Regions from separate parts of the Mus musculus genome. Here all the other regions are linked to region 5. Evidence: chromatin contacts called from public ChIA-PET, Hi-C, HiChIP or PLAC-seq and promoter capture Hi-C data. All regions are on one chromosome and are shown on one strand. Each heading gives the region's core, a stretch centred on a gene start, on an enhancer-like site or on the middle of the called end of the contact. The rest is flanking DNA. Distances are from core to core; before and after follow the strand shown.

The links. Hi-C and Micro-C count contacts between places; a contact is called where the count stands out from the background. ChIA-PET counts read pairs in DNA pulled down with a chosen protein or histone mark. HiChIP or PLAC-seq counts read pairs in DNA pulled down with a chosen protein or histone mark. Capture Hi-C pulls out chosen DNA fragments and counts their contacts.
Region 1: a contact with region 5 is called in an RNA polymerase II ChIA-PET map of memory CD8 T cells, with 9 read pairs. The contact joins the promoter of Arhgef18 here to the promoter of Elavl1 in region 5. A contact is called at or near these places in 1 of 39 promoter capture datasets (pre-B cells), 1 of 484 Hi-C or Micro-C datasets (CD4 T cells) and 1 of 115 datasets of contacts at active chromatin or transcription factors (memory CD8 T cells).
Region 2: a promoter capture Hi-C map of liver shows a contact between it and region 5, with 5 times the contacts expected there. The contact joins the promoter of Zfp358 here to the promoter of Elavl1 in region 5. A contact is called at or near these places in 5 of 39 promoter capture datasets (the HPC-7 cell line, HPC-7-derived erythroid cells, cranial neural crest and 1 more), 2 of 484 Hi-C or Micro-C datasets (bone marrow-derived macrophages and embryonic stem cells), 5 of 115 datasets of contacts at active chromatin or transcription factors (bone marrow-derived macrophages, embryonic stem cells, large pre-B cells and 2 more) and 1 of 9 other capture datasets (liver).
Region 3: a contact with region 5 is called in an H3K4me3 HiChIP or PLAC-seq map of fetal liver, with 5 times the contacts expected there. The contact joins the promoter of Rps23rg1 here to the promoter of Elavl1 in region 5. A contact is called at or near these places in 5 of 39 promoter capture datasets (cranial neural crest, embryonic stem cells, hematopoietic stem and progenitor cells and 2 more) and 5 of 115 datasets of contacts at active chromatin or transcription factors (embryonic stem cells, extraembryonic endoderm stem cells, fetal liver and 1 more).
Region 4: an H3K4me3 HiChIP or PLAC-seq map of pro-B cells shows a contact between it and region 5, with 5 times the contacts expected there. The contact joins the promoter of Pex11g here to the promoter of Elavl1 in region 5. A contact is called at or near these places in 14 of 39 promoter capture datasets (the 3T3-L1 cell line, the C10 cell line, the HPC-7 cell line and 9 more), 1 of 484 Hi-C or Micro-C datasets (embryonic stem cells), 9 of 115 datasets of contacts at active chromatin or transcription factors (the SCID.adh cell line, astrocytes, bone marrow-derived macrophages and 4 more) and 3 of 9 other capture datasets (embryonic stem cells, liver and macrophages).
Region 6: a contact with region 5 is called in a FOXA1 HiChIP or PLAC-seq map of pancreatic cancer cells. The contact joins the promoter of Camsap3 here to the promoter of Elavl1 in region 5. A contact is called at or near these places in 8 of 39 promoter capture datasets (cranial neural crest, embryonic stem cells, hematopoietic stem and progenitor cells and 4 more) and 3 of 115 datasets of contacts at active chromatin or transcription factors (embryonic stem cells and pancreatic cancer cells).
Region 7: a Hi-C map of B cells shows a contact between it and region 5, with 16 read pairs. The contact joins the promoter of Pnpla6 here to the promoter of Elavl1 in region 5. A contact is called at or near these places in 12 of 39 promoter capture datasets (the 3T3-L1 cell line, the C10 cell line, embryonic stem cells and 7 more), 8 of 484 Hi-C or Micro-C datasets (B cells, CD4 T cells, CD8 T cells and 3 more), 10 of 115 datasets of contacts at active chromatin or transcription factors (astrocytes, bone marrow-derived macrophages, craniofacial prominence and 7 more) and 2 of 9 other capture datasets (adipose tissue and liver).

What each region holds. Positions count from the first base shown.
Region 1 is chr8:3,352,097-3,354,811 of GRCm38.p6, reverse strand. It overlaps Arhgef18 (rho/rac guanine nucleotide exchange factor (GEF) 18), which reads right to left and starts at 1,375. Exons shown (of 29, transcript NM_001370668.1): 1 at 1,082-1,375. The coding sequence starts at 1,085. Gm30369 (a long non-coding RNA gene) reads left to right here. Exons shown (of 5, transcript XR_870091.2): 3 at 1,005-1,106.
Region 2 is chr8:3,491,751-3,494,450 of GRCm38.p6, reverse strand. It overlaps Zfp358 (zinc finger protein 358), which reads right to left and starts at 1,313. Exons shown (of 2, transcript NM_080461.2): 1 at 1,142-1,313.
Region 3 is chr8:3,566,332-3,569,281 of GRCm38.p6, reverse strand. It overlaps Rps23rg1 (ribosomal protein S23, retrogene 1), which reads right to left and starts at 1,284. Exons shown (of 6, transcript NM_001024728.2): 1 at 1,186-1,284.
Region 4 is chr8:3,466,340-3,469,131 of GRCm38.p6, reverse strand. Pex11g (peroxisomal biogenesis factor 11 gamma) reads left to right here and starts at 1,484. Exons shown (of 5, transcript NM_026951.3): 1 at 1,484-1,560. The coding sequence starts at 1,501. It also overlaps a transcript of Tex45 not described here.
Region 5 is chr8:4,323,737-4,326,580 of GRCm38.p6, reverse strand. Elavl1 (ELAV (embryonic lethal, abnormal vision)-like 1 (Hu antigen R)) reads left to right here and starts at 1,481. Exons shown (of 6, transcript NM_010485.3): 1 at 1,481-1,695. It also overlaps a transcript of Ccl25 not described here.
Region 6 is chr8:3,586,018-3,588,979 of GRCm38.p6, reverse strand. It overlaps Camsap3 (calmodulin regulated spectrin-associated protein family, member 3), which reads right to left and starts at 1,530. Exons shown (of 17, transcript NM_027171.3): 1 at 1,021-1,530. The coding sequence starts at 1,168.
Region 7 is chr8:3,514,154-3,516,853 of GRCm38.p6, reverse strand. It overlaps Pnpla6 (patatin-like phospholipase domain containing 6), which reads right to left and starts at 1,443. Exons shown (of 35, transcript NM_001122818.3): 1 at 1,298-1,443; 2 at 286-344; 3 at 105-173. The coding sequence starts at 309. Mcoln1 (mucolipin 1) reads right to left here. Exons shown (of 14, transcript NM_053177.1): 13 at 1,941-2,071; 14 at 1,622-1,840. The coding sequence ends at 1,804.

The sequences.
Region 1 (2,715 bases), core at 126-2,625, 970 kb after region 5:
TCTCTTGGAGGGTCAGCCCTGTGGGAGCCACATTCAAAGCCTGTCTCCTACCTAACTCACCACCTCCGTTAGAGTGGTCAGCTCTAAATCCACTGATACATGGCTCCAGGGGTCGCCTTCCTACACCCGAGAGTGCACAAAGTCAACAGAAACTGAGGAAACTGTAGTCTTGGGTGTGCCTGGTACAAACCACAGCCTGCCTCCTCACCTCACTCCATTCCGGCAGTTGTTGTGGGAGGTTCCTCAAACTGGGCCACAAAGGGAGCCACCAGTGACTCCCCAGGGTTAAGGGCCTACAGCTGGAGGGCTATTGAGCAGAGGGTGGTCCCCATTTGGAAGACCTGGAAAGATCGGCTTTTCAGCAGATGTCAGCCTTAAAATTTTGCTTTGCAGACAGGATTCTCCAAGTCTGTGTCAGGCAAGGCTGAACAAAACCCCAGAGCCAATGCTTTGAAAGGTGAAGAGGTCAAGCTGCAGTGTGGTGGTATGCGTGCATACCTGTTACCCCAGAACTGGGGAGGCACAAGTAGGAATGCTGGGAGTTGGAGGCAAGCCTGGACTGCATGGTGAGACCCAGATTCAAAAGCAAAACAAAACAGAACAAGGCAAAACACGGACACCTGCTGAAAAGGCGCTTAGACTTCCTCCCTCATCCCTGGCCCCCTACTCCTCCGTCCCCACACAGGCTTTGCTTACAAAAGGTTCCTTCAGACTCCATCATAGGTCTCCTCTAGACCAGGTGGCCTCTGAACTCCCTATGTAGCTGAGGATAACCTAAACCTCTAATCCTCCTGCCTCCATCTCCCAAGTGATGCTTGACAGCGTACAACACCCAGCTTTGACTTATGCAGTGCTGGGGATGAAACCCAGGACTTTGCCCATGCTAAGCAAGCACCCTATCAATTGAGCTATCTCCCCAGCACCCTCCAGGGTCATTTTAGGATTCCTGATCTCTGCAGTGCAAACAGCTGCCCCACTCTCTTACTGTTGTGTCCCGGCTATAGGAGTCAATCTCCTGCCTCACAGACTCTCAGACGTGCAGATCCCGAAGTGCCCACCACTCTTCAAGATAGTCACTCACCCATGAGTTCCCGATTCTTGCTCAGGTAGGTAACTGGCTTTGTTAACAGCTCTTGCAGCTCCCATGTCACACAACCAGGGTTTCAAGGGACACATGAGCCAGGCTAACCACAGAGTGGCTCAACTCTGCCCAGTTTCCTCTTTCTAAGCCACCGGCTTTTTATGGTTGTCTTCATCAATATTGAGCAGCAGGCAGCAGGGGTCAGCAAGGAGAGGAGAAAACAAATGGAGGTGGGTTATGAGGATCTGGGAGTCCACCCTCAGCCTGTACCTGCCGTAGGCGTCACGGGGAAGTAAAGTAAAGAATGTAAAGCCTCCCACGAGGGGAGGGGAGGGGAGGCAGCAGCACTGAACCCCCACCCGGCAGCTTCCTGTGGCGCCAACTGCTGAAGAGGAACGGGGTGTGAGGGCCTCACCCTAACACTCGGGCACACAAACAGAGACACATGGGACATGCAAGTCACATGTCTCTAGACAGACACACGCTGGAACACACATGGGGACAGACACATATGTGGGTGTGTGGACCCATGGAAACATGTGGAGCTGAACGCTGGGTTTGTAAATGTCTACCAGCGATCATTCTGCTTGGTATCTGTCTGTTTTCCCGGTGTAAATACTGCCACTACCGCTAACTCCACTTCTTCAACTAACGCACTGTTACCAGAGCTGTTAAGGTTAGAGCTTGAGTCCTGGCAGTCTCCTAACAAACCAGATTCAGCGACTCATTCTAAGAAAGTCAGTCGAGGAAATGGCTCAAAGGGTCAAGTGCTTGCTGTGCAAGCAAGTGGAATTGATTTTAGTTCCCCACCCCCACCTGACTAAATAAAGTCAGGGTGTGGTAAGGCCACCTGTGAGAACTCCAGTACTGAGCTGGCAGATAGGAGAATCCCAGGGAAGGGCAGGCTACCCAGTCTGATCCAGTGTTCCAGGTTCAGTGAGAGACATTGTCTCAAAAATAAGTGCATGTGGTGGTGCACGCCTTCAATCCCACTGGGCAGGCAGAGACAGGCGCACCTCTGAATCTGAGGCCAGCCCAGTCTTCAGAGGAAGTCTAGGCAACCAGGGCAAACAACAGTGAGAAGTAGAAAAAATGTATCTATTCAGGGTTGCTGCACCTGTAAGAGGACCAAACGGCCCCCTGCTCCTCCCACCTCTCCCCTCCAAGTCCATCCTTAGAGACCTGGTATTAGATGTAGGTTTAAATAGAAGGCAAGAGGTATGCGCAGGGCTGGAGAGATGGCTCAGTGGTTAGGAGTGCTTGCTAGTCTTCTAGAGGACCTGAGTTCAGTTCCCAACACCTACACTGGGTGGCTCATAACTGCTTAATTTCTGCTATAGAAGGTCCTGTGCCCCTTCTGACCTCTATAGGCACCCAACACAATTGCATGCACACACACGCACATATCCACACACAGACAAACACACATACCCCAGACAGTTGCACACACAAGCACATATTCATATACAGACAAACGCACATACCCACAGCCACCTGCATATATACATTCATATATATACACACACAAACAAATACACATACAGGTACACGCACACATATGCACACATGTGCACACACACATACACACTTAATAATAGGAATGAATATAGACTATCTTCACTCCTACCAGGATG
Region 2 (2,700 bases), core at 64-2,563, 830 kb after region 5:
GGGAAAGGGGCAGAAGGATCACTAAGAACTCCACAGCCAGAGGGTGGAGAGAGCAGTTAATATAGCAATTTTCCAATTGGCTTATAAGATTGTGGATTTTAACCCCTTGGTGAAGAGCCGGTGATAACTATAGCTTGGGGGGGGGCCTCTGGGGGGTTACAGAGAGAACTGGGGGGTGGGGCACAGAGGGCTGAGGAGGAATGTCTTCAAGGGAAGGGAGTTCCTGAACCACACACTCCTTGATTAGGGTATGAAGACTGTTTTAGGGAAAGAGGCAGATGTGGAGAAAGAGTAACACCTCTCTACCTTGGGGCTAAGTGAACTCTTTGTTGGGCTGGGCTCCAGGGGACTAGGGAGACCTACCTGACCCCAACCTCACAGTCAGGAGATAGTACACAGAGGGGCGCTGAGTTTCCCCCAACAGTTTCTCTACCTAGGCCCAACTGCTGGAGATTAGTGGGCAGTACCCCGGGGTCTCCGCCCAGATTTCTGGAGACAAGGTATTTTTAGATTGCCTTCGAAGGAAGCAGCCTCATGAACTCCCATCTTGAATGGAAACTCACATCTGTCTCGTAGATGTGCAGAGGGCAGGTGCACCCCGATCATCTCTTGGGAAAATGAGCTTCCAGAGCTCTACATCCTAAGACTGAATGTGGAAGATAACAATAACTGGGATTTTTCTTGGGATTCTTGAGGTAACACGACACCTCCCTTCTGAACACACACACACTATGGAGTATAAAGTCCCACATAGGAAGAACAATGCCCCAAGCTTCTCTTGGTTTCCAGAAAAAAAGAACCCCCTTCTGAAACAAGGAGGTGTTCTGTTCTGTGGGTTCCGAGCTAGCGGGCGCCTCCACCCATCCGGATCTCAGATTCACTGTAGATTAGGGGGTGGTCCCGCCGTTGGCCGGATAAACGTACTAGGCCTGAGCTCCTCCGGACCCCCTTCCCACCGCGTCCGCCACCTTGACCCCCCAAGTAGAGCGCTGGCACCATGTACTCTGCAAGGGGTGCGTAGAGATAGCCTGGGGCCGCGCCCCGCACCCTGCTCTTAGTGTTGAGGGGTCTCCTCCCAACCACCTCCCCCTTTTGTCCAGCCTTCCCCAATCCAGCCCGATCCGCTTTCGGGGTCACTCACCCGATGCCCCTCGCCCCTGCCCGGCCTGGCTGCACTCGCGCTGGCCAGCCGGTGTCTCCCCGCCCCAGGCTTGCAGGAAACCCCACCGATCGCCAGACCCGCTGGCGGCCCCCTCGGCCCAGCGGCCCCGCCAGGCACTCCCGGGGAGCGAGAGGGGCCGGCCGAGGGCCGCTGCGGGAGCTGCTGGGACTTGTAGTTCGCTCGAGCCCTCCGCGGCCGGCGCCATCGCTGCCCCCGCGCCGCCCCACCCCACCCCCCCGCCCCCGGGCCAAGCCTTTGTCCCGACCAGGGCCACCCGAGCTGGCGCGCGTCCAGTCTTTGTTTGCGCCCTACCAACCCGCGCCACCCTAACCCTCCATGCACCCATGTGACTTTTCGGGCCCCTTCTCCGACCCCCGATCTTGACTCTCCATCTGTATCTCTGTCTCCATCTGTCCATCTTTCTTCCATTCTGTCCCCTCCTCTCCATCTCTTTCATTATCTTCTTTAAAAAATGGATTCAGTGCCTATGCATGCCGTGTTGCGCATGGGGAAATCAGTAGATAAGTTCCAGGAGTCCGTTCTCTCCTTATTCCATCCCAGGGATAGAACCAGGGTCTGCAGGCTTGGCCGTGCACTTTTACATGCTGAACTATCTCTCCAGTCCTCCTTTTTTCCCCATTCTCCTTCTCTACCGTAATTTATTTTTTCCTCTTTTAATTTCTTTGCCTCTGGCCCAGTCATTTTCTCTGCCTCTGCCTTTTGTCTCTGCCTACCTTTGTCTTGCCTTCTTTTTCATTTCTCTATCTTGTTTCAAACACCAGCTATCATGATACTCAAATTATATAAGCAAGAGGCCGGGGGAGGGTGTGCTTTGAGAAGGCCTGCAATTTAAATATGCACTTGTCTTTTCTTCATCTAGTATTATCTCAGAAAGTTTAGGGCTGTCAAAATGGCTCAGTGGGTGATGGTTTGTGGTAAGACAGGTGGTTAGAGAGGTGACCCAGTCGGTAAACTGCTTGTTGCAGAAGCTGAAGACCTGGCTTGAGATCTCTGTCACCTATGTGGAAGGACAGATTCAGTGGTGGGTATCTAGAATCCTAGCTTTGAGGTGGCTGAGGCAAGAAGACCCAAGGGCTCACTGGCCAGCCAGTCTAGCTGAATCAGTGAGCTCCCAGGGTCATTGTGAGACTGTGTCTCAAAAAGTAAGGTTGGAGGGACAACCAAGTGGCTTAGTGGGTAAAGGTGCTTGGTGAAAGGCCAAGGACCCGAGTCTGATTCCTTAGGACCAACATGGGTGGAAAGATCAAACTATTTTCTAACCTCCACATGGAAGATATACACACACCACTACATAAATAAATGCAATTTTAAAAAATTAAAATAAGGTGGGACCCATTGAGGAAGACACCTGAAGTCAATCTCTCTAGTCCACATATATGTGTAAGTACAAGTTCTCCCCCTCCCCTGTCTCTATCACACAAGTGCACACACACAGAGTTTTTGTTGATAGTAGAATCTTTCACTAATTTTAGGTAACCTTTTGCCCTCTGATCCTTCCATTTTCTCAGCTTCCTATT
Region 3 (2,950 bases), core at 35-2,534, 760 kb after region 5:
ACATATGCACAGACACACCACACATACACACAGACATACCTACACACACAGACACACATGCACACACACACATACACACAGACACACATGCACAGACACACATACACACATACACACATGCACAGACACACACACAAACAAACCTACACACACACATACACATATGCACACACACACATACACACATGCACAGACACACACACAAACAAACCTACACAGACACAGACACACAAACACACATGTACACACACAGACACACATGCCCACATACACACCTACACATATGCACAGACACACATACAGACACACCTACACACACACTCTCACACACACACATCTACACACATGCACATACACACACCTACACACATACACACCTACACACATGCACGCACACACACACACACACACACACACACAGGTTCTTCAAATATAACACCCCGTTGCACTCAGGTAAATAAAGCTGATCATACAAAATCAATACTTACAAACATGAACAAACACGAAGCAGAAACAGTATGTGATCCTCCCAGTCTATCTGCCTCTCTGAGTGCTCACACCTGCGGAGAGTGTCACCCCACTCCAACACAACCACTCAGGACCCACCACTTGTTTGAGCCATAGAAAAAAGCCACAAGAACAGAGGATTGGAAAAAATTTGCATACTGAAGTAAGATATTAAAAGTGTGGAAAGCAACGGAGGCTGCAGGGGGCTTTAAAAAAATCCTCCACCCCACCCCAACGACTGCTTGCTCTGAGGTAGATTGCAGGGATCCGTATGGTGGGAGGGGAGAACCGATTTCTGCAAGTTCTCCTCTGAACTCTACACGCACATATAGACACACACAAAGTAAATAAACAAATATATACTAAAATAATATATATACAAAGCTGCGTTCTTTAACTTCTTCCTTCCTTCCTTCCTTCCTTCCTTCCTTCCTTCCTTCTTTCCTTTCCCCCCTCCCTCTCTTCTCTCTTCCTTTCTTTCTTTCTTTTTCTTTCTGAGGCAGGGTCTCATTTTGTAGACCTGGCTGTCCTGAAACTTGCTGGCCTATATAAACCAGGCTGGCCTTGAATACACAGAGTTCTACGCGCCTCTGCCTTCAAAGTCCTAGTAATACAGTCTAGGGTTCTTTATCCGGTTCGTTTTCTCTGCCAATTCACTAACTAAAAGGCAGGACAAACCTCAAGCACGACAGGTGGCAGTGGAGAAATCTCCAGTCTGCTGACAGCAGCAGAGAGAATCGGCAGTTGAGGACAGGCATTTATCTGGGGTGAGAGAAAGACTCTCTGCAAAGCAGAGAGGTTGACAATGAAGGCTGGGGGTTTAAAGTCTGAGTTTTCTTCCCTACTTTACGGTTGGTCAGTTTGAAGAAAGACAGAGTAGCTGATTGGCTCAGAACTGTTGTGTGACCGTCCTGAGCAGACCTCGGACACCTGACCCAGACCAGCAGCAGAGTCCTGCTGGCAGGAGACAAAAGCATGTAAGGCATTTGTTTTAAGCCTCCAGGCTTTTGTCTCAGCTCAGCAGGGCGAGGAAGAAGCTACCATCCTCGGAGCTTGCTATCTTTGTTACCTAGCTCTGGCCGATCTCCCTCTTGGTCTGCTTATCTGGGAGTCAGTCTAATGGATAATCTTTCACTAGGATTAAAAGTTGTGCAAATCACATGGCGCCCCACCTCCCCTTTTAAGTCAAAGAAAGAGTTACTTATTTATTTTGTTTTTTCAAGACAGGGTTTCTATGTGTAACAACCCTGGCTGTCCTGGAACTGGCTTTAAAGACCAGACTGGCCTCAAACTCACAGAGATCCACCTGCTTCCACCTCACGAATGATGGGATTAAAGAGTGTGCTACCATGCCCAGCAAGTTTTTATCTTGCACGTTTTTAATGTGTGAGAGCAGGTGTGTAGTCTCTCTGTGTGTAGGTCAGAGGATAATTTGTGGAGTCCATTCTACCTTTATGAGGTTTCTAGGGACCTGAACTCAGGTTGGCAAGTGCTTTACCCACTGAGCCATACCCCCAGTCCTATTTGGGGGGTTGGGGGACATGTAAGCCAGGCTGGCCTCAAACACACTAAAAGTGGCCTTCAGCTTCTGCTTTCCACCGCGTGAGTGCTCTGGTTACAGCCATGTCACCAGGTTTGGTTTGCTGTTTGATTGAGGTGGGGCAATGTGCTTGGGTTGGAACCCAGAGCCTCGAACATCCTGAATTTGTTCTGTGCTTCCAGTAGCCCTCCCAGCTGTCCTGTCTAATAATTTCCAACTGTGCCATGAAACAGGACCTTCCACCCACTGCCAGGGGTGTTAAACTTTTCCGCCTTTTACCAGAGCAACTTAGCCAAGTGTATCAAGCACTACAATGAAGCCAGTCAGCTATGAGCCTCTGTTGTCAAGTCTAGTGTTTGTTTTTCCTAAGAACAGGAACAGGGGAAATGGAAGAATGTTCTTACTCGTTTATTGCAATAACACATTGGAGATAATAGGAAGAAATGATTGAGGGCTTAGGGCTGTGGTTAAGTTGGTAGAGCACTTGGCCTGCAAAAAGCCTTGGGTTCCATCCCAAGTATTGACTAAAGCAGGCATGGTGCTATGATCCCAGGAGGAAGAAGCTAGAGATTCACAAGTCCAAGATCATCCTGGGCCAAATGAGACTCAAAGAGAGGTCACTCACTGCACAAGCCTGATATCTGAGTTGAATCCTCACAGCATAGTGAAAGGAGAACAAACTCCTGTAAGTTGACCTCTGACCTCATATTTGCTGCTGCACCTGAATCAATGATAGGAGGGGAGAGAGAGAGAGAGAGAGAGAGAGAGAGAGAGAGAGAGAGAGAGAGAGAGAGAGAGAGCAAATAAAAAGAAGTTGGTGGGTGTGGTGCACAGCTGTAATCCGAAGATTCCAAAGGTTGAGGCAGGAGGATCTCAAAGTTAAGGTCATCCCAGGCTTCATAT
Region 4 (2,792 bases), core at 235-2,734, 860 kb after region 5:
TGGTTAAGAGCATCGACTGCTCTTCTGAAGCCCCTGAGTTCAAATCCCAGCAACCACATGATGGCTCACAACCATTCATAGTGAGATCTGATGCCCCCTTCTGGTGCATCTGAAGACAGCTACAGTGTACTTATAATAATAAATAAATCTTTTTAAAAAAAAATACTGTTCTGGGGTCTGTGAATGTGGCTCAGTATAGAACATTAGCTTACCATGCAGAGAGCTCTGGGTTCCATCCCAGCACCACACAAACCAGACTTGGTGGCACACACCTGTCATGCCAGCACTTCTGAGGTTGAGGCAGGAGGACCAGGAGGAGTCCAAGGCCAGTCTTGGCTACAAATTAATTCAGTTGGAGCCCAGCTTGGACTACATAAGATCTTGTTTCAAAACAAATACTCAAAATACTTGTGTCTTCACTCCTCCAAACACAACAAAAAAACAAAACAAAACAAAGCAAAACAAAACAAAACACAGCTGGTTAAGGTGAATTCTCTGGGTGCCCTGCTCAGGTAGATATGGATCAAACACCTTTAGCGATCAACTTTTGTCCTTCCTGGAAGGAAGAGTGGAAGAGAACTTTGACTATTTTGTAGTTGTTTTTACACACACGCGCATGTGCACCACACCATAACTGTGGAGGTTAGAGGACAGCTAGCACCAGAGTGGGTTCTTACTTTCAACTATGCCAGTCCCAAGGATGGAACTCATGTCTTCAGGCTTGACCTACATGCGCCTCTACCAACTGTGCCATCCTGCTGGCCCAGAGCTCCCTATGTAGATCTGGCTAGCCTGGAACTCACGGAGAACCTCTGCCCCCTGAATGCTGGGATTAAAGGTACTTGTTCCCTGCCGAGCTCATTTTTCTTCTAAAGGTGCCTTTTAGCCAGGTAACTAATGATATCTAATATAACATATCTAATGATGTCTTGGAGCCTTGTGCCACATGCCTATCATCCAGCATTTGGGAGACTAAATAAGGAGTGTAAGGCCAGTTTGAGCACATGGTGAGTTCAAAGATAGCGTGAACTAAATGAAATCCTCAAAAAAAAAAAAAAAAAAAAAGAAAGAAATCTAATCACCCCTCAAAGAAAGTGAAAATCAAGATGCCTTGTGAGAGTACACCAGTCACAGATGCTCAGAACAGACAAACTGATAAAGCAGGTACATGAAGCCCACAAGTGAAGCTTTTGATTGTCCCCACTCCCCGCTCCCCCCCCCCCCCGCCCGTAGGCAATGAATTAATTTTTGAAACATTTTGCTTGCGGAGTTGCCTAAGCAGCGGTGGAGCGAATTTCAACAGGCTTAGAAGGTCATTCTGGGTGTCCGTGGGCAGGGAGGACAGACGTGGCAGTAATACATTTGCAAACTGGGTTCGGGCTAGCACGCCTACAAGGTAGCAGTACTCGGACAAAGGGCAGGCAGTTGCGCCTGCGCGGACCTTCGGACCTTTCCAAAGGAGTTTGACCCCGCCCTGGGTGACGTCACGACCGAGTTGCCATGGCTCTGCTGAACCGTCTGGCTTCCGCGCTGGAGTCCCACCGGGTCCGGGACCGCCTGGTGAGAGGAAGTCTGGGGCCTTGGCGGGACCGGAGTGACCTGGAGTTTGGTCAGGTCTCAGAGATGAGGAAAACAGGCCAGAGAGGGGGTCCTAAAGGGACCGGTGTCTTACATGACAGCAGGCTGTCGGCAGGCTGGTGTCTTACCTGAGAACTTCCTACCTCAGCCTCCCGAATTGCTGGGATTACAGGTGTGTGCCATCACACACAGCTTGAAACTAATCATTTCTGATAAGCAAGTGAAATAATAAAAGATCTGGGACTGTAGCCCACTGCATTCCTAGCATAGACGAAACCTTTAGGTCCTTCCTCAGCACCGCACAAACCAGATATATTGGCACAAGCCAGTGATCTCGGCACTTCTAATGGAAAGATCAGGAGTTCAAGGCCAGCCTGGGCTACAGGATACCCTGTCTCAAAACAAAAGAAACAAAGATACAAGGGCGGTGAGCCTGCTAAATTTCCGTGTTCTAAGTGTCTTACTGAATGGCCCCTCTCTAAAGTCTTCCAAGCAAATGGCTATTTTGCCACCTAGACTGCTTTTTCAGTCCTGCTAAAGGCAGAGCTAGGCGGAAGAGCCTTATGCCCCTGCCTGTGGGCAAAGGAGAGCCCAGGAGGTGGGAAATAGTTTTGTTTTCTGTCATTTCAACCATTGGTGAGCAAGCTAGCACTCTAATGGGACTCCCCATGGCAACTCTTCCCCCCCTCCCCTTCCCCTCTCCTCTCTTCCCCTCTTCTTTCTTTGTTGAAACAGGACCTTGTTATGAAGTTCTGGTTGCCTATAACTTACCTTGTAGTCCAGGCTGACCCTGAACTTTCTTGTCCTTATGCCTCAGCTCCCCAAATACTGGCTGGGATGACAGGTGTGCCTCACCACACCCGGCTATGTGGCACTTTTTGGATTTTGATGTCAAGCTCTCCTCTTAACTTCTGCCTTGCCTGGGATGTTGGCTCAATTGGTAGAGTGCTTGTGCATTGTGCACGATTTGGTCTCAGTCTCAAGTACACCAGATGCTTGTACACCTCTCATTCCAGAGTTTGGGAGGTGGAAACAGGAGGATCAGGAATTCTAATCATGACCACGGTGTCTGGTTAGCCTGGGCTACGGAGACCCCGTCTCAAATTAACAAATTAGAATAATGTTACATCTTTTAAAAAAGGAAGAGAGAACGAAAGAAGCTTTCAGTTTTAGCCAGATTAAGTGCCCCATGCTTGTTATTACAGCCTTGCGGA
Region 5 (2,844 bases), core at 232-2,731:
GAATAAATATTTTTTTTTTTACAAAGGACATCGCAGGCTATAAAGATGACTCAGCTGAACAGACATTGGTTGCTGAGTGTAAACCTGAGTTCAACCCCCATATCTCTTATGACGGAAGAACTGACGCCTCCAAGTAACCCTTTGACTCTCACATAGATGGTCACACAAACACATGCATATTATAATATATACATATTATACACATATACACAAACACCATCCTTTAAAAACACGTACATACATACAAACAAATACATACATAATATAAAAATTTTGAATATAACTTTTTTTCAAATCCTGTAGAACTACTTTTAAAAGGTTACCTACACGCAGCGGCTGTGTTGCAGGCCTGTAATCCTAGAACTTGGGAGATGAAAGCAAAAGGATCATTTCACTGACATCCTTCGTTACACAGAAAGTTTAAGGCCAACCTGGATCATATGAAACATCACCCTAAACCCCAGCAATCAGGAAACAGAGGCAGGCAGATCTCTATGAGGCAATGGTCAGCGTGATTTATAAGTTCCAAGCCAGGACTACTTAGGAAGATCCCGACTAAAAGAAAACAAACACGCTAAAAAACGGTGGACAGAGGTAGAGACAATAGAGAAGTTTTCAATCAAACAGGGTGGCATATACGTTTCTGATAGCACTAGTCCAGAACAGCAGCCTCCAAAAGGCACAGGCAGTTGTTTTTCTGGTCACTGCCCGACTGCCTGGCACATAGTAGGCATTTTAAATTTCGAAGGAAGTGGGGCTGGAAAGATGGCTCAGCAATTAAGATCACTGGCTGCTTTTACAGAAGACATGGGTTCAGTAGTCGGCTCCCAAACGCAGTTAACAATAGTCCCCCGGAGGATCCGACCTTCTCTCTGACTCCCATCTGCACTACACGCATATGGTGCACAGGGTTAACATACATGCAGGCTGAACACCCATGCATACACACTAAGAAAAATCTTAAAACCAAGAAATTTTAACTTTAGATTCCCAGAGGCTGACCATGCTGACCACATCCTTTAACCCGCTTCACCAGATAACAAAACTGAGGCCCGGCTCAGTGACGTCAGCCGGTGCTCAACTGCAGGCAGACCGGAAATGTCCGGGCCGGGATTCGAATCGGGGATCCTGTCCTCCTAGCGAGGGCTCCCGATGACCAACTTGCTTTCTCTGGACGTAAGCGGCTGCACAGCCCGCATTGTGAGGATCACACGACGTGCGTTCTATAAAGAGCGCCACTCTTTGGCCTCGACGTCCAGACGGCGTCCACTGCGGGCCAGGCTCCAACTCACCCTCTCCGCGGCCATCGCCAGCCACTTCGCGACTCCACTGGGCGCCTTGGTCCACCGCGGACGACGCCGACAGGAAGTCCCGCCTACGCCGCGCGCACCCGCGTACCGCGACAGCCATGCCAACCAATGAGCGTCGCTTCTTCAAAGACACTGACCAATAGCAGAGCGCGCTGAGCAGGGGGCGTGTCTGGGCCGCGGGGCCGGGGAGCGGGTCGTGCGCGCTGAGGAGGAGCCGCAGCCGTCGCCGTCGCCGTCGCCGTCGCCGTCGCCGTCGCCGCTACCGCTACCGCTACCGCTCTGCCGCCGCCGCCGCCGCCGCCACCGCTGCCGAGGCCGTGCGGAGCCGTTATCGCCGCGCCGCCCGCCCCGGAGCAGAGTCCCGGGCCTTCCCGCCCGTGTTCAGGTGAGGCCGGAGGCTTCGGCGACTTCCGAAAGAGTAGGCCGCGCTAGGGCCTGAGCTCGCCTAGCCCCACGGGCGTCCGCCGGGCCTGCACCGGCCGAAGGCCCCAGGCCGCGGTAGGCCTGGGTATGGAGACGCGCGTGTGGGCCGCGGCTGGGCGAATGGGAACCGACTCTGTTTGATTCAGGTTGGCGACAAGCCTCCGCCGGGCCAGATTCCTCTGGGCTCCCGCGAGAGAGGCGGGAGAAGGACACAGCGTGGGCACGCGCTTTGGGGGGCCGGGCTCCGAGGCTTGGGGGGCCCCGGATAGTTGATCTCGGAGGCCCGGTGATCCGGGGGTGGAAGAGTGGAGCGAGGACCTTGGGCGCCAGAGGTCATGGCCCACAGACTTGCTCCCTCGGGAAATCCCATAGATTTCTTTTGTGGACGATTTTCTGGACACACCGCGACGAATCATGAGGTCCTTTTAGAAGTGTGCAAACCTTTCGTCTGTGTGTAGAAGTCTAGAAGAGAAAGGGGAAATTTTTTCTTTGATCGCCATCTCTAACAAAGCTGTTTTAGGGACGTTTTCATTTGTAAAATAACGTGTAAATATTAAAAAGGCAATTGCACGCTGTTGAACAATGGGTAGTGATGATGGATCTTCCCTTTCTCTTGTCTTCTGCTGCTAAAGCATGCCAAAATGGGTTTGACGCCTACTATGTGGAGAGCAGGTGGAGAACTTTTTTGCACTAGACAGAGCTTCCATTATCGGAAGTGTCCATGTGGGACACCGCTGGCCAGAGCTCTAGAAGAGGCAAGATCGGATGTTAAAGCTTTCTTAACCTCCTTGTTACAGGCAGTTAGAGTCAGATAATGGTTGGTTGGGAGGGCCTGGCTGCCCTATGCATTGCAGAAAGTTGGATAGCATGCCTGGCTTCTTCTGCCTACTGAGTATTAGCATCTCTGCCTCCTACTTCTTCCAGTTGTGAGTACCAAAAACACATTGAGGCGTTGCTAGGGTTCTTTCTCTCGTTTTTTTCCCTCCACCAAAACACATACACAGAGAGGTGAGAAATCTTTAAGCAGTCTTCCTGGAAAAGTTCTTCCAGCCCTATCCGATGATCTGGGTGAAGCACCTAAGATCTTGAATAAGCCGTATTGAAATGCCTG
Region 6 (2,962 bases), core at 281-2,780, 740 kb after region 5:
TGTCTCTATCTTTTTCTGTCTCTGTGCATGTATGTCTCGTTCTTCTACTCCCAGTAAGGCCTAGACCTTAATGAACCTCTGTTTTTCCCAAGGCCAAGCCTGGCCTCCCAGTTCTATCCTGTGGTGGCTGAAGCTGCCCAAAGCCAGGACTTGGAGAGCCTTCCCAGGTCTGATAATCCACCTTCCTCATTTGCCCAGTAGGAATGGCCCTAGTCCTTCAGGCCTGTGGGCATGCGGAAGGGAGGAGAAAAGGGGTGGCTTCAATAAGAGAAGGCCTGGCCGCCCGAGCTGCCACCCTAGAACAGCTGGTGAATGAGCCATTTATGCCTACCTGAATCCTCAGGAAAATGTGGCAATAAGTCACAACTGCCAGCCTTTACGGGGCCATCGAGACGAAAGAGTGGTCCCAGACACACCACACACACACACACACACACACACACACACACACACACACACGCTGGCCACCGGCAAGGCAGGGTTTGTGTCCCAGTCACTGAGCTGTAGCTCTGATCTCTTAAAACGCTCCTTGCGGGGTCCAAGCCACCGCGTACACGTTGTGAGGGTAGATAGGGAAGGTGGGGGTAGGAGGAACCATCACAGGCTTCTGATGTGTGTGAAAGGGGAGTTGGCCATGCAGTTAGGCCCTGGGGTCTGAGGAGTGGGGTGGGAGGCGGGAAGCAGAGGACTACCAGGAGACCCTTCCCCCACCACACACAAAATTGGTCTGCAGACCCCACCCCTGCTCACCTGGGGGCTCTGATCCCGGGGTCCCAAGGCGCACAGCCTCTTGGCGGGCCCCACCCCCGACTGCGTTCCAGCGACCCGGGCGGGCAAAGTCCAAGGGCCCCGTCCGAGCAGGAAGCTTGGAGGCCCAGCTTAGCAAAGACCAAAAGCTCGGGGACCCTAGGCAGCCCCGAAGCTATTGTTCCCACGGCCCCGGCTTGGCGCCCCGCCCCCCGCACCTGCCGCGCCCCAGCCTGGCTCCCCCGGTCCCCTCCCCAAAGGCCCTCGGGTTACCTGCTCCCCCGAATGCGGCCCGCAGCACCCACGCCAGACTCGCCGCCGCCTTGGCTCGAGAGAAATCGTACTGGTCCAAAGACTTGATCTCGGGGACCAGGAAAGTCCTCCGCAGTGGCCCGGACCCTGCGGGCGCCGCTTCCACCATGGCGACGCCGGGGTTACGGCCGCCCGGGTCCGCGCGCTCTGATGGGCTGGGCTGCGTGCGCTGCGCTGCGCTGCGCTGCTGCCGAGCCTCCGCCACCCCGAATCGGGTTGCCGCCGCGGCTGCTGCTGTTACTAATAAAGCTGCTGAGGCGCCGCTGAACCAGGTGCGGTCGAGCGCGCTGGCGACGCGGCGTCGACCCCGCCCCAAGGCGGAACCCAGGTGCGCCCCGCCCCCAGATTGGACTCAGTTCTCTCTGGCTCCTGGGTCCACATGGGTCCCCACTGACATTAAAGCTTCCATAGGTCCTCCTGCTGCAAAGGGCGGCAGTGATGGCGGATGAGGGAAGGGCTGCAGAAGAACGCATGTCCCTGTATGCGTTCTCGTGTGTGTGTGTGTGTGTGTGTGTGTGTGTGTGTGTGTGTGTGCGCGCGCGCGCGTGTGTTCCTGCTCACTCCCGGACCCTGGAGAGGCTTAGGGACCCTTTGTCATGGATGTCCATGTAGGCTTTTGATCCCACACATATGCAGGTGGAGTTCACATATGCATATGGAGTTTGTGGCTATTACTATACAGTAAGTTCTAGGCCAACCAGGGCTACACAGCAAGACTCTGTCCTAGTTTAAAAAGAAAATGAATGTGTTTGTATCCACTTGCTTGAGAGTACCTGTGAACATCTCTGTCTATAGGTATCTAGATTTGTGATGTCATCTGTTTGTGAAGGTGACTGTTTCAAACCTGTTGTGGTACAATGGTTTGTATTAAGTGGCTAGGGTTGTGCCCTAGTTGACAGAGTCCTTATCTGGTATGTACAAAACCTTCTCCTCCATCCCAAGCACCAAATAAGCTAGGGATGGTGGTAGGTACATGCCTAGAATCATGGCACTTGGGAAGTGGGAAGAAGAGAATTTTTGTAAGTTCAAGGTGATCCTGGGATACATGAGATAAATAAGTAAAATCAAAGAATTGTGTTGTACAACCTTCTGTGTTCTAAGATTGGAAATGAAGGAAGAGAAAGAGCGGGGGGAGAAAGAATGATGTGAGTCTAAACACATCTATCATATAAGGGTGTAATTGTTGACTCTGTCAGGGCAGGAAGATGGCAGAGATACCAAGTGGGTGTATTTAGGCAGGAGAAAAGCTGTGTATGTGAGATTAGCTCTGTAGGGTTACTAGGTGGATTGCAAATGTCCTGATGTGTACCTTTGATATCTGCAGTATTTGTTGAAGAAAGCCTCTGACTAGATGTAGGTAAGGGTCTGAGAGGATCTGTGTGTTTGCGGGTGTGGTTGTGTGCATGGGGCTTTCTGTGTGTGACTAATGATGTGTAGGTGCATACTTTTTTTTTTTTTTTTTGGTATAAACAGTCTTTTGTGTGTGTGTGTGTTTTCAGGTTCAGCATTCCCAGCTCCATAATACAAATCTATTTATCTACAGAACTGGGTTGGAACACTCACTGTTTGGGGGCCTGTGTTACAGGTGGCTTGAGTGAGGTGAGGCAGAACCTAAGGGACTCCCCTCTGTTGACTAGATGGATCTTAGAAAAAGGCTGGCAGCTATGATTTTATTTTTTTTATTATTTATTTATTTATTTTGGTTTTTCCAGACAGGGTTTCCCTGTGTAACCCTGACTGTCCTGGAATTGACTCTGTAGATCAGGCTGGCCTCAAACTCAGAAATCTACTTGCCTCTGCCTCCCAAATGCTGGGATTAAAGGCATGTGGCACCACTGCCCGGCCCTTGGCAGCTACAAAAACTGCCACATTTTCCTGAGGATTCAGGTGGATATAAATGGTT
Region 7 (2,700 bases), core at 194-2,693, 810 kb after region 5:
CGTAGTTTCACCTGCACATGCCTGGTTCTCGGAGAGAGAATCGCGTGGTGCACGGCAAGACCGCCGGGAGTTGTAGTCCGGTACAAAAATTCCCCAACTCTTACCATTCCGGTTTGCAGTGGGGCCTCCATCGATTGTTTCGGACTAGGTAGCAGGTCTTGTAGCCTGCAGTCCTGGAAATCGAGGAGCAAAAGGGACCAGAACAAGATGTCAATCAAGCCTACCCAGCAGCGCCTACAGGCTCCTTACCCCTAGCTCGTCTCACAAGCCACGCCCCCTAGATACCTTTGGCTGGAGTGACTCCTCCATTCGCCGGGGTTGGGGTGAGAGCGTCTAGAGGGGTACTGCTAGACAGAAGGATAGGGGCAAGTTGATTTCCCCGCCCAGATCAAGGGATGAGACCAGCCCCCAGCTCTTTGTCCTACTTCACTTATGCATAAGGCGGACCAGACTCCGTAACGTTTTCATCTGCACCCTGTGGCCAAAAGGGTAGCCGTCCTGGCACCCACAGTCAGCAGCTCGCTGGCAGGTGCCCTTAAGCCATGATCTCTTCTGGCAGTGGTTCCTTCCTTAGCCTGGCCTTCCGTATGTCTGACTACTCTTGATTAACCAACCCTTAGGCGAGACCCCTTCCTACACCCTGTAAAGACGCGATGTCTCACTCCAGAAGAAACCAGGACCTGTAAGCCAGGAGGCTGAGGGACAATTGGACTTTGGGCTCCTGACCCAAGCCTGGGCCCATCAAGGAAGCTGGGGCGTGCACTGGAAGCACTGCTGTGCAATCTATTGAAAAGGGGGCTCTAGGGCCATCGGAGTAAGATGAGCTCCCAAAGTGTTATAGGCTCGGGCTTGGAGATTTAACTGTCACGTAAAAGGAAAGTTACCGGGTCTCGCGGTGCGGAGCATCCCTGGGATTAGTGAAATGATGCAGGATGTGTAACCAGGGACGCCGGAATTGGGGGAGGGTAGGAGGAACGACGCACTGGAAAGTTACTGAGATCCGGAGATACACATAACTACTTAGGAGTCTAGGAGCTTCCAGGAAGATACCGGGGAAGGTAGGAACGCTACCGGGACTCTCCTGGGACGCTGGAGATCTTTCTGATGCCTTTAGACTATTATTAATGGGAATTTAGAAGGATCGCAGGGCCCTGAGATGTTACCTGGAAAATTGTTAGATTGACTACTTCCATTCCGTACTCCAGGTCGCATCTGACTACCGATGCGGAAACACCGGGACAAGGAACTTAGGAATGGGGGTGGGGTGGTATTGGAGCATCAAAAAGTCGGGACCTACCCGGAATCAGGACAAATCGATCCGGGGCAAAGCTGAAGCTCTCTAACAGTCCTCGAAGGGACACCTTTGCTCGGTCGATGGAAACTCGTACCATTCAGGAGCTGCAACCAGGTCCACCCAGCTTCGGCCAACACCCCTAGTTTTCTGCCCGCTGCCTCAGACGCGGCACCTTTAAATTATTCCGCTGCAGGACACGCCCCATCCCCGCCTCCCGCCATGCTTGGAAGGTCGCACTGCGCCAGCCATGCCTAGTGTGGCGGCCTCTTAAAGGAGCTGACGATTTATGAAAGGGCTGCCTCACCTGTTACAAATTAGACCACCGCATTTACATTCCCTTTTATTTAACAGCCGCCCTACATGCCCTCCCTTTCCCCTGTGTCCGATTCGATCAGCCCAAGCCCTCACAAGGCCTGTCAGACGCAGATCTTTTAAAGCAAATTCTAAAAATAAATAAGCTGGGGTCCCAGCAGTACATGGGGATAAAGTCTAGTGGCAATCATCTTGGATCAGTTCACCAGCAGCGAATGGTCCTCCGGGGAGTCCCTGGAAGAGAGAAATGGAAAAAAGAGGCACCCAGTCTCTCTGGCACACACTTCTTCCCCCAGCCTCTAATCAATCCACAACCCAGATCTGGGGCTCCAACCTTCCACAGCAGCAGAAAAGGCTACAAGCTGAGCCACTGCCACGACGGAACTTGCCAGATGTGGGGCTATCCTGGCACTGCTCGATGTAGGCCTGGAGCTCACTCTTCTCTGTGCCAGTACCTCCTGGGTGCTGGAAAGAGACGATTCCCCGAACTCAGCATGAAAGATGGTCCTGACCTCTAGTGCTCTTTAGGTCCGGCCAACTGGACATCCTGCTGTTGCTCTGATGTGACCACTCTGGGTCTCATTTCTGGACCTTTGCTTTGTGGCTTGCTTCACTGTAGAAATCTTCCCTATCCCCGGATGTGGCCGCAGGTCTCAGGCTCATTGGTTCAGTGCCTTCTGCTGCGGGCCAGAAGCCTAGACTGGTATTTAGTAACCCAGCATCTCAGCTGGAACAGTGTAAAAGAGTTAGTGGGCATAAGGCCTGAACTCCTGCATCCACGGGTCCTGCGTGATATCCAAGTGTTGCAGCGAGACTCAGTGTGGCTGCTTAGGGCCTGGGTGACAGTAATGTACCTGTGGTAGAGCTTCTATCCATGTGGGAAAGAGTGCACACATCCACTGCCAGTGCCTCAGAATGAGGCAGAGTCCCCGAACATTCTCCCTGTGACTTCCTGGCACCACTGCTATTTCTCCAGGTCCTTTCTGCCTCCCAGTCTTTGGATGTTCCTTTCTACAAGTATGCTCTTCCTCGGGCTCCCATCTCCTCAATCTAGAATTCTCAAGAGATGAAGGGAATGTCCCAAGCAGCCACCT